2 separate regions of the Mus musculus genome follow, and region 1 is linked to region 2. Evidence: chromatin contacts called from public promoter capture Hi-C data. All regions are on one chromosome and are shown on one strand. Each heading gives the region's core, a stretch centred on a gene start, on an enhancer-like site or on the middle of the called end of the contact. The rest is flanking DNA. Distances are from core to core; before and after follow the strand shown. Region 1 holds the start of Tspo2 (translocator protein 2). Region 2 holds the start of Treml4 (triggering receptor expressed on myeloid cells-like 4).

Region 1 (5,102 bases), core at 71-2,570, 190 kb after region 2:
CCCCTGCCTGGAGCCCAGTTCTAGTCCTGACCCCTGAACCATCTCTAGTAAGCACTACCCTGACTCTTCTCTGGGCCTTATGCTTTTCTTCTACACCACACCGCGGAGCAGCACTTCAGTGTGGTTACTCTGAAGTGGTCACACTGCTCTCTCTAGGGCCATCTGACTCCTGGAAGTCAGGACCAGGTTTAGTCTTTATCTTCCTCCGAAGGCATCAGCTGGCCTCCAGGAGAAAAACAAGCCTTTGGTGTCTCAAGGACTCTGCCTCACTGAAGCTGACAGTGACCATCCTGGAAGTATCACTGTTGTGTAGAAGTTTCCTCTGAATTGAAACATTCTTTTCCTGGAAGGATGAGAGAGGAGAGAAGTGAGGGGGAGGAGGGAGGAGGGAAGAGGGAGGAAGGAGAAGGGAGGAGGGAAGAGGGAGGAAGGAGAAGGGAGGAGGGAGGCTTATGAGGCTTATTTGTTGGTTCACCAGGCTGGACTTAGCTGGGACCATTTCTTTAGTTTCCCATCAGTGCCCTTTCTGGGGTGAATAGATGTTTGTCCGCATCTCCCCAGGAAATCACATGGCAGCCATGTTCTGAATGTAGGAGCCAGGGATTGCTAGGTCAGTCATAGTCCCAACAGCCCTGCTCATTACCCCCAATCTTATCTCTTTAGAGCAGACTGGCACACGCAAGAGGCCCACCCAGGTTGGTCTGCCCAATTCAGGCGTGGCCAACGGTCTCCGTGGGTCCCTTTCTCTGAAGCCTTCTCTCTCAGCTGCTCCCGGTGTCTGAGGGATGTGCTCCGCATCGCCCCATTCCCACAGGTCAGGTCTGAAGGCACAGGTGTCCAGATTTCTGGTGGTCTGATTCTCAAGGACACAACAGCCTGGTCTTTGATTAAAAAAAAAAAAGTTGTTGCATTTGCATCTCATTTACATGTTGCTTTCTTTGTGTGCCATTTGCTCGTAGGCCGATGGTTAGACTCTCCTCCCCGCTAAGAGCCCAGCCAGTATCAATTTCACCTGCTCAGGGTATTCCAGCCTCTGTCTTAAGATCAATGCAACTTGACAGAAATAAAAACCCAATTGTTTTGGTGTTCTAGAGTGACTGACAGGTCACGGGCTGATCTGCCTCTCACTGTCTACCGACTCAGCTGCCTCCCCATCTCCCCATCTCTGGGTGTTTAAGCCAGTGCTGTAATCTCCCTCATTGACCGTGCCCACTCTCTTTCATCCTGCTATCTATCCATCACTCCTCCTGTCCCCAGGCCTTCCTGACTTACCTCAGGCACACGCCTCCCAGCCTGATGATATAGGATGTGTATAAGGTAGAAGATGGCGAGGGACTGGAAAGGGGTGGAGCCAGGCTCGTGACCGACCTGCCTTTCTCTTATGAAAAGGGAGGGGAGGGGACATTTGTGGGGGAGTCTCTGTTGCTGTTTGCAAGAGGGCTCCTGTCCACAAGCTCCTCCCTGGTCTGTTAGAAATGCGTGAGAGCCCGAGATACGAGGAATTAAATGAGCCCAGGGTTTATGTCTATATTGTCAAGCATTCCACCATGGAACTTCTCCTTTTCCTCTTCCTCTCCCTCTTCCTCTTCCCCCTCACTTCAGCTCCTTCCTGATGCATAGATCTTTGGTGAGAGCCCCCTTGATGGTGAGATCTGGACCTTCCGTAAAGAGCCCAGCCTGGAGCCACAGTCCAACTGGTACCCATGCTCTCTGTGCCTGTGACCCAGTTCTGTGTCCCTGGGGATGGGAGGGGCCCTCGGATCTCCTTAGAGCCTTTCTGGAACCAGATTGTCTTCACGTGAGGCAAGCGCCAGCTTTCGAGATGAGTTCATGATCCCTGAGAACAGTCCCCGATTCCAGCCTCCTGGTTGGCCTGCCTCTGCCTGGCTGGGGACTGGAGGCTGGCAGAGCCCTCCCAGATCCCAAGCACTTTGTGCTTCAGAGATGGAGGCGGCAGGCAGTGGAGGTGGGTAGGGAGCCTGGGCAGGAGTGGTCTGGTGCTTCCTGCCAATATCTACCTCCCAGCCACCACAAAGGGCGTCAGGGGAGAGTGACCCTGTCTTCTGGCAAAGTCCAGTTTTCTGTGTGACTCAGACAGCTTGGTATAACAAAGACAGACACCTCCATTGTTTGTCCCCTGTCAGAATTCTGGGCACCCTGCCTTGCTTGTCCTTTAGGTTCTAGGTCCCCTTTACCAGGCTGCCTGCTCTCTGTGGATTCCCAGTGACATCCAACGAGGCTCTCTGGCATATATTTGTCCTGCTTTCCCTTCCATCTACACCCAGGATGCAGGCAGAGAAGGAGCTGCAGAGAGGGACAAGAGGCCAGAGAATAATTAACTAAAACAGGAAAGAGGACAAAGCTGCTTTTATATTTTCTTGTGTGTGTGTGTGTGTGTATGTGCACGTGTGTGTGCATATGGTGTGGGTACACACGTGTGGATGTGGATGAGGGATGTGTCATGTGCTCGTGGAGGCCAGAGGACAACCCTGGGTTCTGCCTCCCCAGCTCTAGGATTGGAAAGACAGTTTTAGGTGGATTCTGGTCACTGAGTTCAGGTCCTTGGGCTTACAACACAAACACTTTTTGACTAAGCTATCTTTCCAGCCCAAACTAACTAACTAACTAACTAACTTTCTTTCTTTCTTTCTTTCTTTCTTTCTTTCTTCCTTCCTTCCTTCCTTCCTTCCTTCCTTTCTTTCTATTTTTCTTTCCTTTTTCCCTTCCTTCTTTCCTTTCTTCCTCCCTCCTTCCCTCCCTCCCTCCCTCTCTTCCTTCCTTCCTTTCTTTCTTTCTTTCTTTCTTTCTTTCTTTCTTTCTTTCTTTCTTTCTTTCTTTCTATCTTTCCTTCCCTTCCTTCCTTCCTTCCTTCCTTCCTTCCCTCCCTCCCTCCCTCCCTCCCTCCCTCTCTTCCTTCCTTTCTTCCTTCCTTCCTTCTTTCCTTCCTTCCTTCCTTTCTTTTCTCCTCTCTCCTTGTGTAGCCTCCCACAAGCCTGAAGCAGGCTGAGCCAGACCTTGACTTTGTTACCACTAAGGAGATCACCTAGGGTGGAGCCTGCCTCCCTGGATCACTCTTATTTTTCTGCCACTGCAGTTGCTGCTACCTGCTGGGAGTCGGCCTAGCTATTCCAGAGACTACACGTGGTCACCTGCAGCTGAGCTCTAAGGATGATTTAGTGGGAATGGGCTTCCCCTCTCCTTTATAAAGCGTGTCCGCCATTAAAAATTTGAACCTTGAGCAGACTAGTTGTCTTGGTTCCATTATTTCTCTACCCGCCTAGATTCCCTCTTCTCTTCCAGTTCCAAGATGCCTTCCAGGCTGAAACCCGGACATGAGAGCCGCAGGCCTGCCCCAACATCCTTTTAAGTTTTAGTTAGTGTCTGGAGAGACGATTCAGTAGTTACGTACACAGTTAAGCATGCTTGTGGATCTTGCAGAAGGTCTGAATTCAGTTCCCACATCAAGTAAGTGCCTTACAGCTGCCTGGAACTCCAGCTGCAGGGGATCTGACGCCCTCTTCTGGTCTCTGCTGGCTCCCGTGTGCAGATGACATGCACTCACACAGACACATAAATAAAAATGAAAAAATATAATAAAAATTGCACTTTATTTTTGATTGCTGAGTAATTACATCGCATTGTTGAGTATAATGCAAGATGTCTTGATAAGTGGATCCACTTTGTAATGATCAAATCAAAGTAATTAGTATATCAATTTCCTCAAACATTATCATTGAAACTGTGAGAACGGTCAAAATCTTGTTTTCTAACTATTTCAAAATGCAAGGTACACCATCGTTAACTATGGGCATGTTGTTGTACGGGCAGTCTCGCAGAGCACCAGGACTTAGTCTTTCTATCAAACTAGAATCCACTGATCAGTATCCTGCCACCCAACCCCTAGCTTCGCACTCTTCCCAGGATTTCTTTCTTTTCTGCATTCCCATGTTTACTGAAGCGCTCCTCACAAAGGCAAGATAAGGAGTCAAGGCAAAAGCCCATGGAAAGATGGCTGGGTGCTGAAGAGTCAGACTGTACTCAGCCAGCAGAAATCAGGTGGGTAACTCCCCCCTCAGCACCCACCAGCGGGCTGAGTGACAGCTCTAATTCCAACTCGTTACCAAGGGCAGTGTCCCACCCCCAAGGGCAGCATCCCGCCAATCCGGAGGGGCAGGGAGCAGATATGTGAGTTCTTCACACTCTGTACCTGTGTGATCTCCCCATGCAGGAAGGACTACAGAGACCCAGAGTGCCTAGACCAGCTACACTGTCACCAGGAAGTTTCTTTGAGCCGCTGTCTCTGGCCCAGGCCCTGTGGAATCAGAGGCTGCATTTGAACAAGATTACCAGGTGGGTCCTGGCGAAGGTGGTTCTGTTCCCTAGTCTTCCGCCATACTGCCTTTTGTAGGGACAGCCGCTCATAAGCAGAGGGCACTGTGACAAGAGGGTTTCTAGACGCAAGATCTGCACCGAAGCTGCCTGCCTTCCTTCTTCCTCCCAGACCTGCTCTGGAAGAGAACTGACTTCTGGCATCTTCTGCTACTCCCGAGCTTCACCTGGAATTGGCCAATAGACAAAGACACTCTACGCTTCTCCGCTTCCCCGCCCCACCCCCTCCAGCGTGACTGTAAGCCCCGACTCTGTGGGGAAATGGCAGGCCACACCTACCTGGATTCCCCGCCCAAGTGTACTTGTCTACTGGCCTGGAGACTGGTCTGGCAGACCTCTCTGTTTCTTAGAGAGGGAACTATTGCTTCTGGACGGGCCTAGTGGGTGGCAAGCCGACATTAAGGCAAGTATCATCTGGGGCCGCAGGAAGGGAATGGGCATGCTGCGGGGTCCAGGGAAGAGCTAGGGATGAGCCAGGTCTGCCACCTTGTAGGATGGCACAGGGAGAGAAGGAAGGGGGTCTTGAGGAAGGGCCAATGCTGACGGGTGTCAGGAGCAGGAGGATGGTACTGTGTTTGGTGAAAATGTATAATGTGCTCAATGAAGAGTGCTCAGGAACTGTATGTGGCTTCCATTCATTCTGCCGTGTGTGTGTGTGTGTGTGTGTGTGTGTGTGTGTGTGTGTGTATGTATATGTTTCCTAGTACTGGGGG
Region 2 (4,684 bases), core at 441-2,940:
TGCATTTGCTACACTGGGTAAACTCACACTGACATGGCACCATCAGCTCAGACTAGCTTCTTTGGGATCTGCTGTTGGTGTCTTGCACTCTCTGGATACTGACAAATGTATAATGACGCATCTCAATGTTCTCCATGAAGAAGAAAGTATTTTCCTAAATATCTTGTGTAGTGTAAGACTTGTTTTTACTTATGAATAAGTGTATGTATCTTTGTGTGGATTTGTTCATATGGATGCCCGAGGAGGCCAGAAGAGAGCGTCAGATCCCCTGGAACTGCGGTAAGAGGTGGTTGTTAGCCCCCCTGACATGGTTGTCAGGAGCTGAACCCTGGCCCTCTCCAAAAGCAACACATGCTTTTTCTTAACTGCTTCAGTCTCTTGTGTGACGACGTTAGAAAAAATAAAATTTGATTCCAATACTTCGGTTCAGTAATTCAGGGAAGATAAGATTGAGTTTATAACTAAAGCTTTGGCTGGGGATGTAGCTTGGTGGAATGGCGAGCTGTTTTCTTACTAGCATGTACAAGGCTCTAGGTTTGATTTCCAGCTCTGCAAACCAACTCAAACAAATGACGTTTATATCCCACACTTCTGGTTCCCTCATAAGTACAAGGCAGGGCCATTAGATTTTTTTATTCTTTGCTTTGCCATCCATCAACTGCTACATAGGAGGTCCCTAGAGTCCCTGGGAGTGGAGCAGATGCATGAAGACCAATAAGAATTTAGGTGTTCTGATAGCCAGTGGTATCCCAGCTGCTACTGTGGGCTCGCCAGTGAAAGACTGAGGTTCCCTTGATGTGGTGTGCATATACCTTCCCTAACTGGTTGCTACTGATTGTTGACTCCACTTTCAGTCTCTCAGATCTTGACAGTTTGTGGGACCGTGAAAGGCAGCCTGTTTTCTGGTCGAGCTAGGTTTAAACCCTGGAGACCCAGCCTGGGTCACCCTTTCTTCCACACAGTTTTGCAGGTGAGATGTTAATGAGAGATAATTTTTCTCATAGGTTTCACTCTCCCACTCACATGTCCTTTAACATGGTCATGAATTCCCTTGCTTCCTTTCTCACCCTTAAGAGGTCCCTCCCTCTTGACTTCCCTTCTGACAATTCTTTCTCATTGTTCTCTACCTCCCAGTAGCCCCACTTCCCCCTTTCCAAGGGACCATCCTTACACTCTGGCATTGGAGTCTGGTGGCTTACAAACCTTCCAGGATGACAACATACTGGAGGTGAGGGCCCTGACTTATCTTAGTGATGGGGATTCCCAGGACTCTGGGCACACCTCTAGGGACCTTTGACCTTTCTCAGGGAAAAAGAAAAGAGGAACAGGCCTCTTACTTCTCATATTGTTTTCTACAATGTTCTTTTTTTTTTTTTTTGTAGCAATAATGGAGGAGTGTGATTGGTGGGTGGTGTGGAATGGCTGAGATGGGACACGGATGAGCAGGGGTGAAGAGTGAGGGCCAGAGATGGACCCTGCAGTTAGGAGTCCCCAGTCCAGGCCTGTCCACTGTTCCTCTCATGTGTCCACAGAACCTATCTACCTAGGTCAACCACGAGATGGACCCTGCAGTTAGGAGTCCCCAGTCCAGGCCTGGCCACTGTTCCTCTTATGGGTCCATAAGCCCGCCTTCCCAGACTGGCTACTTCCCCAATCAAAGCTCTGATCTTCCTTGGTTCTTACATCTCACAGATGATGAGACTTAGGGGAAGACTTGCCTAGTTCAGAGGTCTCCTCCTTTTCTCCTCTCCTCTACTGACAGAATCTGGACTGGTATGGCCTGGAGGTACTCACAACTGCTCCTGGTCCCTGTGCAGCTGGTGTTCCTGGCCTCAGGTGAGATGATTCCCTGTACAAGGGTTTGAGAGGTGGGATAGATAAAAGGACAAGGAACCAGGCTGACCCTGTGACCAGGGCTGGCTTTGGGGCCATGTTGTGCGTCTGAGTGTTGGAAGTCATTGCCTCTTGGCTTCCCTAGCCCCAGAAACGAATGCATACAGCTAGAGCTCTGACCTCTGACCTGACAGTTTGTTGTCCAGGTGTCTGGGGGTCCACAGTATCTGAAGAGCTTCATAGAATGGTAGGACAGAGCCTCTCCGTGCAGTGCCAATACAAGCCTAAGGAGGAGTCCTATGTGCTGAAAACGTGGTGTCGGCAAACAGCCCCAAGTAAATGTACGAGAGTGGTCACTACCTCTGAGCCTCGGAAAGCAGCCAGGGAATTACAGCACACAATCTGGGATGATCCTGAAGCTGGCTTCTTCAACATCACCATGACTCAACTAACAGAGGATGACTCAGCGTTCTACTGGTGTGGTCCATATTATCCTTCCCTCAGAGAAGTAACTGTTCTCAGAAACATCAGCCTGGTGGTGTCGCCAGGTAAGGCCTTTCTTGGGGATACAACCCTCTTCTACAGACCAAGCACAATACATATCCCTGATCCCTTCTCTTTGTGACCCCCTAATTTTGACACCTGATCTGACTGAGGAGAGACAGTTTCCCATCTCGGTCATGCTTGGCTCCTCATTGAGAAAGAATGTTTAGGTTTCATGGGGTAGGCACTTGGAGTCTCTCTCTGACTCTTAGTTAGTTTACACTAGCATTGTGTAACTTTAATCCTAACATTTGGGAGGCAGAGACAGGTGGATCTGAGTTTGAGGCCAGCCTAGTCTAAATAGTGAGGTCCAGGCCAGCCAGAGCTACATAGTGGGACTCTGTCTCAAAAAAAAAGTTGAAATGTTTTTATTTTAAATTATGTGCACTCATGGGCACATGCCACATGTGTGCCAGTGCCCATGGAAACCAGCGACTAGGAGCCTCTTGCAGCTAGAGTCATAAGTTGCTGTGAACCACTCAATGTGGATGCTTGGAACCAAACTCAGATTCTCTGCAAGAATCTGTGTTCTCAATGGCTGAGCTATCTCTTCAGCCCTCCTACTTGCTTTCTTACTTAGGCAGACCTGAGTTACAAATTTCTACTGGCACAAGGGCCCCTGAGGTCTTCCTTACCAGGGGCCAACCCTGGCATGGTCCTCTTTTTTTGTTCTCGCTTCTCCTTGAGTCAGCAGAGGGGGAAAAGGATTGGCATAGGGTAAGACTTTTGTCTTGCGAGATACTTAGAGTTGTTGTATAATAATAAAAAGTTGACTTGTCTAAGTCTAAGTTACTTTGCTACTGTAGCTGACCTGACTTTTGTGTCCTCAGAGGCTAGAAACTGCAGTCTCGGGCATTTAGCACCTCATCCTAAAACAGCAGGAGATTAAGTAAAGGGTTAATTGCAAGAGATGTTTTCCCTTTTTCTAGATGCCCCTCATTTGTCAGGCTAGGGGAAGTTTGGAGCAATAAACTTACTTCTATTGAACCAGGAGAAGAAAATCATGTTCATGGAAGGAAAAAACTTTTACATAAGCAAATATGCATAAACTCACATAAATACAAACACAGATTCCCACATGCACATTTATACATTTCCATTCAAACCATTTGGGTCCAAGTTTCATACATTCTCACAGTTACACACACACACACACACACACACACACACACACACCCATGCTTACATATGCATTTGGAGCAAAAGAGCAAGCAACCGTGCAGAAAGAATTCACTCACTCTGGATGAAAAATGAGCTCCAATCTTTATTGCATAGAGAAAGAAAAAGCTCTTACCCTTTCAGTGCTAAATGAATTAAACCCAGGTTTTAAAGAAGGAAGCTTTGTTCCTTTTAATAAGACTAAGCCTGCCTTGTTCTTAAGAAAGGACCTGTTTTGTCCCATGGTAAGGAGAAGGCTGCCTGTTCCTTCTGCTCTCTCGGCAGCTCTTTCTTCTTTCCCTGTTTTCTTCTGCATTCTGCACATTGCTCTCTTAATTTATTATGCTTCCTATAGTTTCTAAATTATTGCACTCTGCACTCTCCCTTTAATCTTGCTCTCCTCCTGCTCTGGTGCCACAGTAATGCTCTTACTCTCAATGCCTTTTCTCCAATGTTGTGCCTTTACTTCAAGTTCTTATTGAAGTTCAGTTCTGTCTGAAAACTTCTCTTGTGTCCTGACGAAAAAATTATCCTCAGTTCTGTTCTAAGAAGCTCTGTTCAGATCATGTCTAAAAAAAATGCTCTGTCTAAAAAGTTCTCCTCAGCTCAGTTCTGACTCTTCTCTTTGTCCTCAGCACTTTAAACAGTTTTCAGAATACATGGTGATCACATGTTCAAAAAGGTCATCACATGTTTAAACATAAGCTCCAATCATAAATCAAAATGGAAGTTTACAACAGAGAATGTTTACATGCATATCCATTAGGAGTAATTATCTGGCTAAACACCAGTCACAGCTCCACAGATTCATGGAGAGTTAAAAACCATAACTAAGTTGTTAGTAAAGATTTGTATAGATAAACCTAGTTGCTATTTTATCTTCTGTCCTAGCACCTATAATAAATCATTAATTCCCCCTTTTTTTTTAACCTTTGGTTAATGGTTTTACAACCTCTTGGAATGTGCTCTGAGTTGTAAAATAGCTGTAGCAATTAACTAGTGACATTGAAAACTGGTAGAGTTCTCACTGCAGTTTTGGCTATCAGCAAGGAGTTAATAGTATTATTAAAAGAGTTTAATAATTACTGTAAATTTAGGAATTCTTATATGGTCGCCATTGAGGATAAAGAAATCATCTATTTGTCTATAA

The links. Promoter capture Hi-C pulls out the DNA fragments that hold promoters and counts their contacts.
Region 1: a contact with region 2 is called in a promoter capture Hi-C map of erythroid cells, with 13 times the contacts expected there. The contact joins the promoter of Tspo2 here to the promoter of Treml4 in region 2. A contact is called at or near these places in 12 of 39 promoter capture datasets (the 3T3-L1 cell line, 3T3-L1-derived adipocytes, the HPC-7 cell line and 8 more), 8 of 484 Hi-C or Micro-C datasets (the G1E-ER4 cell line, embryonic stem cells, erythroblasts and 4 more), 2 of 115 datasets of contacts at active chromatin or transcription factors (embryonic stem cells and fetal liver) and 2 of 9 other capture datasets (adipose tissue and liver).

What each region holds. Positions count from the first base shown.
Region 1 is chr17:48,450,181-48,455,282 of GRCm38.p6, forward strand. It overlaps Tspo2 (translocator protein 2), which reads right to left and starts at 1,321. Exons shown (of 5, transcript NM_027292.2): 1 at 1,273-1,321; 2 at 692-881. Unc5cl (unc-5 family C-terminal like) reads left to right here and starts at 4,721. Exons shown (of 9, transcript NM_152823.4): 1 at 4,721-4,792.
Region 2 is chr17:48,262,605-48,267,288 of GRCm38.p6, forward strand. Treml4 (triggering receptor expressed on myeloid cells-like 4) reads left to right here and starts at 1,691. Exons shown (of 6, transcript NM_172623.2): 1 at 1,691-1,836; 2 at 2,028-2,381. The coding sequence starts at 1,776. The region is part of intron 1 of Gm52308 (a long non-coding RNA gene); the gene reads right to left.